2 separate regions of the Mus musculus genome follow, and region 2 is linked to region 1. Evidence: chromatin contacts called from public promoter capture Hi-C data. All regions are on one chromosome and are shown on one strand. Each heading gives the region's core, a stretch centred on a gene start, on an enhancer-like site or on the middle of the called end of the contact. The rest is flanking DNA. Distances are from core to core; before and after follow the strand shown. Region 1 holds the start of Sf3b6 (splicing factor 3B, subunit 6). Region 2 holds the start of Gdf7 (growth differentiation factor 7).

Region 1 (4,575 bases), core at 129-2,628:
GAACTCAGAAATCTGCCTGCCTCTGCCTCCAGAGTGCTGGGATTAAAGGCGTGCGCCACCACGCCCAGCCTTTAAAACTACTTTTTAAATGAGGTAGTCGGATCACTAGTTTGCTCGATCTAGGGATAATGAGGTGGGTGGTAAGTGAAAGAAAGTAGGATTGTCACCCAGAAAACTGCCTTTGTACAAACAGCTTGCTTTAGGGAGCCTATAAATAAGTCTGCTACCTTGTGTACCAATTGGTAACTGTGTTCAGATAATTAATTCTCTAAACCCTCCCACGTATTTCTATACTTCATATTTATATGTTTCTATCAGAATGAGCAAAAACATGGCCACAGTATTAAGTCTTCACATAGGCCCACGGCTTTGTTTTCAGGGTAGACCTCTTCTCAGTATACCAAAAAAGCCTATGTAAGCTTGGACCTTCGACAGGTTTATGTTCCTAAAATCCTCTGTAGCATCATAGAAGGAGCCAGCTTTGGGAGTATATCCCATCAGTTTCGCAGCGATAAGGCTTCAGCATTCCTTTTGTGTTAAGCTATGTAAGTCTGTCACTTGCACTAGTATTTTACTGCAGCCTTCAGTCTTACCTGGTACAGAATGAGGGTGCACATTTGAAAGCATGCTCTTTCCTGATGGGAAGTGAAAGGGTGTGCTGTTTTAGATACTCAAAACATTAGGGCTAGGCAGGATGGAGAATAACAGGGTTAAGGCCTTTCTTCAGGCTGATAATCTTTTCCTTAGTACAAACGCCGGTGAAAACCTCCACGGAGCAGATTCTGCCTTTCTCTGCAAACAGCCCCCAACGTCTGCTGCTGGTTCTTGATAGAGTCTACCCGGCAACTTATATTCAAGTGGCTAATATGTGGGGGCTAACAGGAGCGCGGGCAAAATCGTCTTGGAGCTGCCCTAGTGAAGGAGGACCTCCGAGCAAACTCGGAAGTGGCCTCTCTTCCCATGTCCTGTAAAGCTGGTCTAAGGAAATAAAAAGATGCATGTGACGGGTTGTGTGCTCTGTTTGCGTGGACAGGGGCCGCGGGAACCGGGTGAGGGAGTTCGACGGTCAGGTGAAGCGCGACCTGAGGCCCAGGGCCCCGGGATCGGCCTTCCGAGCAAAGTTCAGATTGGGACCTCTGTTGGAAGCGCTGGCGAGCCGGGTTCCTCTCCGAGACCTGGGCGCGCTAAATCGCAGGCTCTGGGTCTGATCTCTCTCATGGACCCCGCCCCTCGCTCCTTAAGCCACACCCCCTCAAGCGGAACACCTCCCTTCCCTTGGCATTCGCCCCGCCCCTTCCGGTCCGCAATCCGGAAGCGTTCTGGAGCTTGCTAGTTCGCTTTCCGGCTTGAGAATGCGTTCTCTGTAGTGTGACTTGGAGCATCTTTTCTAGGAAGTAAACGCGTCCTAATTTGAGACGCGGACTTTCCGGCATTGCTGTAAAAGCTTCCGGCGCTACCTGGCTGTAAATACTCTGTATCTGACGCCGTGTCGCCCACGAAGGCGATCAGGTTTAGAAATATCCAGAGGGATCTTACGGTAACCTACATCAGCCCGCCAAGATGGCGATGCAAGCGGCTAAGAGGGCGAATGTGAGTACCCCGCTTTCTGCGTGACAGGGAAGCGATGTTGTTGCTTGACTGTTGCTGCGTGCCTGGGGAGCGTTTTTTGTCCCTCCGCCCATAGTTGGGGAAGCTTGTTATCAGTTCTGTCAAAGGAGGTTCTGTCCTGGGCTCGTCCTCAGGGGTGTGTTCTTTGAGCGACTTTTCGCCCCACCCCTATTGAGAGCCCCCTGGCATCAGTGACCTCGTAACGCCTAGGACCAGGCGTTAGGCTCTTCTGAGTCCAAAAAGACATACGGAGTAACTATTTGGTTCCTTGCCAGCTGGAGCCTGGGATTTTTCTCGAATGTAGAACTTTGGGAATCCTCTATTAATATTATGTAAGCACCTGCTTTGTCTCTTGTCTTACAAACGGGAAGCAATTCATCAGTTGGGTTTATTCAACACTACTGTGTAAAGGACTAGTCGGGCTTATGTTCTACTGTTGTCAGTGAGTGTTACCAAAACCTTTAAGGAAAAAAAAAAACATCTTTCAGGAAATTAAGAAGTGGTTAAAACTTAGAATCACACCAAAACAAAGACACATAATTGACCATTGGATATCCTGATGAAGATTTTGGGCAACCGCGATTATGTGAATCATTTCAGTGAATGAAAACTTAGTTCCTGTAAAATAAAAAGATGGTAGGAGTTAGGACAAAACTGTAGAGCTGATTCTATGATTTTTCTTATTAATAGAGAAATTGAATTGTTTTAAAGATACCTACAGTGCTTTTTATAGACCAACGAGAGTGAGCCAACATAATGGTAGAGACCTGATATGTAAGATTCCAGAGTAAAACTGGAATGTGGCTCAGTGATTGCCTAGTGGGCGTGAGTCTGGATTTGACTCCCAGCACCTCAAACCATGACAACCAAAAATAAGTAAAGAGGGGAGTGGTTGGTACACCAATAGAAGAAAAAAATGGTTGGATGGACATAGATGGATAAAGTTTACAATAGGAATATATAGTTACCATTTGATCATATCTGTTTTCTTCAAGAAGTGTGGAGCCCCGGGTCATATCCTATGTTGGCTGAGAAGAGTATAGAGCCTTTTCAAATTTTACAGGGGATGATGATGGTGAAGTTTTAGGAGAGAAGAGAGAGACATACACAGTGTTTTACACAGTGAAAAAGCAGATTTACTGGAGAAATATATTTGTGTGGCAGTTGTTGATTATCAAACTTGACCTGGAAATCTTAAACTTTTATAGTCTGTCTAATTATCACCACTACTCATTTGAAGGTAGGGATAAGCGTTTTTACTTTCATGTTTGTTTATTATTGTATGTGCACATGTAGAGGCCAGACGACAATTTGTGGGAGTCGGTTCTCTCCATGTGGATTCCAGGGATTGACAGCTCACCAGGCTTGCTGGCGAGGGCCAGCTCACCAGCCTGAGGGCAAATATCTTATCCTTTCATTCATATAATGCTTAGCTTCATACCAAAAGCCGTGTTGGTTTAATAAGTGATTACTGAAAATGTTTTGTCTGAGCTGGGCATGGTGGTGGCGGCGCATGTCTTTTATCCCAGCACTCGGGAGGCAAAGGCAGGCGGATTTCTGAGTTCGAGGCCAGCCTGGTCTACAGAGTGAGTTCCAGAACAGCCAGGGCTACACAGAGACACCCTGCCTCATAAAACCAAAAAAAAAAAAAAAGAAAGAAAGAAAGAAAATGTTTTGTCTGGTATGTAATTGACTGTAGTAGCAAAGAGGGACGTGTGAGTCAGCTGTAGAGGAAGAAGGCTAAGAGTGAGGAGTGTACAGCAGGTTCAGACAGGCAACAGACCGGGCCACAGTATCAATGTCACAGATAGGAGGAACAACAAGAAGGGTGAGAGTGAAGAGTGTATAGCAGGTCAAGACAAGCCACAAACTGGGGCACAGTATCAATGTCACTGATAGGAGGAACAACAGCCAGGCCCCTAAAAGGCTGACAAGGGAACGCTGGAATGAAAAGATGTTAGTAAAGACACTTTCAAGTGGTAGCTCAGGTCTGGGTGTCCTATAAAGAAGATGAGTCAGTCAGGACAGACTTTCCTTTGCAGCCTGCATGACTGAAAACAGAAGCAAGATTTAAAAAAAGGTAGAGCTGGAAAGTGCAGGGAAGGTAGACACCTTGTCTTTCATTCAAGGCATCTCTCTTAGTACCTAGCTCACTGTGTACATTTAAAAGGCACTTAGTAGCTGGGCAGTGGTGGCGCACGCCTTTGATCCCAGCACTCAGGAGGCAGAGGCAGGTGGATGTCTGACTTCGAGGCCAGCCTGGTCTACAGAGTGAGTTCCAGGACAGCCAGGGCTACACAGAGAAACCCTGTCTCAAACCTCCCCCCGCCCCAAAAAAAAGGCCCTTAGTAACTGTTTGATGCATAAGTGAAGAGGAGCCCAGTACTTTGTTTTGTGTGGATTGGGAGGACCAGATCAGCTGCTCAACTGGGGACTAGAAACTGGTGAGAAGGGAAAGCCTGTAAGAACAAGAGAAGTCACTGATGCAGGCTCCTAAGCCATGAGAAGGCGTATGAGTGGGATTCACTGTCCTTTCTTCCCCACGAGACACTAAGGATGGATGTGTAAGTGAAGTGGGGATCCTTGTTAAGTAGAGCGGGGTTTTAGTTGCTCCTGACAGTCTTCCCTCTGCTGACTTCCTGAGGAGCATCCGGTGGTAGCTCTTACTCTTGGCTTCTTCTTTGGCATCACTGGGGTCTTTACCATGACTGCGCACTGCTGTCCTTCAGTATAATGATCCTTATTTCTCATTTTAGATTCGCCTCCCACCTGAAGTAAATCGGATTTTGTATATAAGGAATTTGCCATACAAAATCACAGCAGAAGAAATGTATGATATATTTGGGAAATATGGACCTATTCGTCAAATCAGAGTGTAAGTTTTTCTAAGTCTTATAATATCACTTAAAGGATATGGTTGTCTAATCGGTAATCTCCTCCGAGTTGTAGCTCGCAGCAGGACTGCAC
Region 2 (4,222 bases), core at 1,429-3,928, 3.5 Mb after region 1:
CATTAGTTCTGCTGCCTGCACTGGCATCTTTCTTTTGCCGAAAGGTAGGTCAATTTTCTGAGCAGGGGTGTCCTGAAGGGGGCCAAACAGAAAGCGCTCACACACTTTCCCAATAACTTGCTTTATGTGACAATTGTCCCTTACTGCTGAGCCGAGCGCCCCAGAGAGCTGCAAGCACTCCTGGATGTGCGGAAAACGAAAACTTCTCATTCCCTAAAAGCACTTTTCCCTTTGGTTCCTTTTCTTCTCCCAACCCAGCCTAGACACCTTCACTGACCACGGTTTCCCGTGCAAATTGGGCCCTTGAAAATTGTCCAGAAACGGAACGCATAAGCATCGCGACACCCTCTGCTTCAGCCCACCCTGCCCGTTCAGCCAGGATAGCGACGACGTCAACCCCGCTCTTGGCTCCTTCTGGTGCCCCCGCGGCTACCAAGGGGAATGGAAAAGACAGCGAGACGCAGAGAACCTTCACGGAGAGATTAGAGGAGGCGATGTTTCTGCGGTGCAGACTTGCTCATTCTTTTGCTCCGGTGTGATTTATTTCGGGCTTGGGGTTTTATTTCTGGTCATGGGTCCTTTTTCTTTTGGGGTGGACTCAGACAAAAAAAAAATGTTTAAATTCCACCAAAGAGCAGATAAGGCGTTGCCTTTGAAGGGGGTCATATGGTTTCGTTTTGCCCCATCGGAGAGACCATGCAAACTCCCCCCACCTTTGGGGATTTGTTCTCAACCATGGAGCCAGGCCCTGGTGTTCTAAGTCTACAGTCTGGGTGTACTGTTCTGCCTCCACAGCTCTGTTCTAAACTGAAGCTGGTGGGAGCAAGCTAGACAGAGGCCCTGGGCCATATTCCCCGTCCCTGCTTTTCCTCTCAAAGACCCTTCTCTGCAGCCTCCGCCTCACCCCGCTTCCTCGGCCTTGCTACCTCCCCAGGGAGGGAGGGAGAAAAGGTGGCCCGCCTCTGGGTCTTGCTGGTGGAGCAGAGCTACGCCGGAAGGAATTAGCTGGTTTTATAACCTTGTACACTTAGCCAGCCCTAACAAAGTCGGATGCTTCTGTTACTTTAGGCCCCTCTCACTGTTGGCAGCTTGAGAGCGTCCTATGCAGGGACAGGTTAGGAGTTTTTCCTGATTCTGCTGCACACTGGGATTGGAGTTTCCTGTAAGGATCCCACCAGTCAGTGTGGCGTGCCATGACAGACCCTTGGAAAATAGATGCTGGTCCTAAGTGCCCCCATAGGACCGTCAGGGCCAGAGAGTTCTATGTATGGAAACAAAGCTGTCTGTGCGTACATGCTGCGCACTGAGTGTGTTTCTGAGATGGCTGATGCGTGGTAGCCACAGCCTGTTTTCCCACGCTGGTATCAAAGGCCTGCAGACTGCCAAAGGCTGCCTAGCCTCACTTTTCAGCCCTACTTGCCTTCCTTTCCCTCCTGATTTCCAAGCTAGATCTTTGGCTGGGCAGAATTGAAGCCAAAATTACTTGCATTTCCGCCTGAAATTAGTTAAATTTTCCCTATCTGTCTGCTTTAATGACTTCAATGGAGATTAATAAAAGCCAGATGACACACACATACTACAACCACCCCACAACCCCACCCACATCCTACCTTTGGAGGGCCCTACACAGGGTAAAATGTGATGTTTGAGCTCCAACCATCCCTTTTCTCCCCACACAAGCCGAGGCCCTGGACTCTGGCTGCTGGGGCCTACTGTCACAGAAGGAAGGCAGGCACCCAAACTCTCTTCCCATACACAAGCCACCATCCACCCGAAACGGCCTGCCTGAGAGGGGTCCTTCTGATACCGAGAGGCCATGACTTTAATTGGATACCAGCTGCTCTACCCTGAATTCCCCTGAGCTTCAATTTGTGTATAGTCCCCAGTCCCCCGCTGAACACAAGGCACTACCATCACTGCTCTCGTCCCTCTTGGCGGGAACTCAAAGGCCACAACTCCTGCCCTTCTTTCTTCTCCCAGGGCTCCAGGCCCAAGGCTACACTAGACCCTTCCCCCAAAGAAGCGGATCTTGAGCTCCGCTTGGCTTGAGGGGAACCTGCCAGCCTGTTCTGAAGAGCGGCTCCCACTCCCTTAGCCCTCGGAGACCAAGCCTTGACTGGCTTAGGGGTTCGTGAACAATGACTTCGAAGACAACTTTTTCTCTCCAGCACCTGAGGATAACTATAGGGATCATAGTTCAGGATCGAATCGGGCAGAGGCTTGCCTCCCCCGGCTCGTCTCCAGTCAAGAGTAGACGGGATGGGCTGGTGCGCAGAAGACGCGTAAAGTACCTTGAGTTGCTTGGTCTGTGAAGCCGGTGATTGTGTCCACACGCCCGTGCCCTGAAGCTGCCGCGACCGGAGCCCTCCCCGCCAGGCTCCTGTAAAGCGACATCATGAAGTGGTGTGGCACCACCGAGCCGTTCCTGAAGCCAGAACCCGCAGCGCGGCGCACAGCTCGGGGACCCGGAACCGCAGCGGCCTGGAGAGCTGAAGGGCCTGGAGCCCGGGCGAGGGTCCGCCCGCCGCCGCCGCCCCCGGGGCTCCAGGCTGGTCCAGCCCCCGCCGCTCGGAGCACCGCGGCAGCTTCTAGCCCGTCGCGGGGACGGCAAGCGCTCAGCAGCCAGAGACACAGCGCGGCGGCAGCGCTCAGGTCCATGGGCTCCTTGGGCCGGCCGGCCGCGCGACACGGGCTCCGTGGCTCCGGGAAGTCCCCCGACGCCTTTTGAACATAGTGTTTAATAATGGGGGAAGTGTGCGCAGCAAGCCGCTGCCCCCCTCCTCTCCCACCCCACCCCCGCCCAGCGCTCGGAGCAGCGCCCCCTGCTGAACGTTCAACCCGCAGCGCTGAGCCCCCCAACTCAGGCCTATCGCGCAGTGCAGGGTAGAAGTCGCCTCCCCTTGCTGTAGTGCCTGGTCCTTGTCCTTGCCAAGAGAAGGCCATCCGCCCGAGGCTCCTGCCACAACGCGGTGCCCCGCCTCCCCTCCCGAAGGTACTACGAGCCCCCACCCCCCTCCGCCCCAAGACCTCAGCGCACTCCTTGGCTGGAAGATGGGGCGTCTCGCGTACCCGCCCAGCTTCCTCCCGACTCCTCCATGGAGAAACACCGCCCTCCGCGTGATCTTGTGAGTGCTAGGGATGCCAGACCCGGGCCAAGTCAAGACTGGGCCCCTCCCATCCAGCTTTCTCGCCGTACGCCCCCTTGATGGATGCTCATTAGGGAGTTCCTAGGGATGCTTACGATACACATTTGGATGCCACCCTCTCCCGTCCACAGCCCTCTGAAGATAACAGTGGGAGGCCAGAGAAAGGGAGAGGATCTGTGATGAAGGATGAGTGGCTGGAGGGTACAGATGGGCACGGACCGGAAAAGCTTTGGGTGGGCATCTTGAGCCAAAGCAGGAGCTGAAATCTTAAAGGGTTTAATGAATTAGGAAGGCGGGGACCAGCGGAATCCTACTCAAATTAGGTCTCAGGGTTTGAATGTGCAAAGTAATTTGCCCGGGGAAAGGGGAGAGTGGGGCAGGTGACCACATTTCTTCAAGGTCTTCAGAGCAAAAGGCAAGAGTGCAACCACAAGCCCAGAGGCTGCGTTGCAAAGCCATGGAATAGCGCTCGGATGCCAGCATGGTTATAGCACTCTATGAGCATGGGTGGAAAGGGCCACCTCTGGTCTATGCCTGGGCGACTCTTGAGCATACAGACGCTGGGACTTTTGTTTGGCTAACTTCCTCCCCACTCCTGCTCTGAGGGGGGAAGGCGCCAGCATGTGTGTCGATTTAGTTCAGACAAACCCCAGAGCAAGAATGTCCAGAAAATAGACCAACTGTCCAAGGGATTTAAAAGCCTGGACCCCAAATCCATTACTTTAGCATTGTTCTGGATACCAAACTCAGAATCCACGCCCGGTCCGTGAGTCAGGTCAAGGTGCTATCTAAAAGCCTCTTCCTAATAAACTACATAGCCCAGGCTCCCGCGTTGGAGTCTTATACTCCCACCTCGCCCTCTGGATAGCAGGCACGCGTGCACCTGGACCACGGTCTGTGCTGCTGGCCTCCCTACTCAGGGCCTTCCTGCTGTTGCCAGATGGTGGGCATCTGGGATGACAACCTACCTTTGGTGGCCAGGTTGGGGAGCGGATGCAAAAGCCATAATTATGGGTTTCTTTCTTTCTTTGGGTGCCTGGAGGAAGTGGCTCTAGTAGGGTGGAGACTTCCTGGCG

What was found. Promoter capture Hi-C pulls out the DNA fragments that hold promoters and counts their contacts.
Region 2: a contact with region 1 is called in a promoter capture Hi-C map of cranial neural crest. The contact joins the promoter of Gdf7 here to the promoter of Sf3b6 in region 1.

Annotation. Positions count from the first base shown.
Region 1 is chr12:4,816,230-4,820,804 of GRCm38.p6, forward strand. Sf3b6 (splicing factor 3B, subunit 6) reads left to right here and starts at 1,379. Exons shown (of 4, transcript NM_025323.2): 1 at 1,379-1,590; 2 at 4,365-4,483. The coding sequence starts at 1,561. It also overlaps the pseudogene Gm20348.
Region 2 is chr12:8,299,276-8,303,497 of GRCm38.p6, forward strand. Gdf7 (growth differentiation factor 7) reads right to left here and starts at 2,679. Exons shown (of 2, transcript NM_001312876.1): 1 at 2,292-2,679. The coding sequence starts at 2,658. It also overlaps a transcript of Ldah not described here.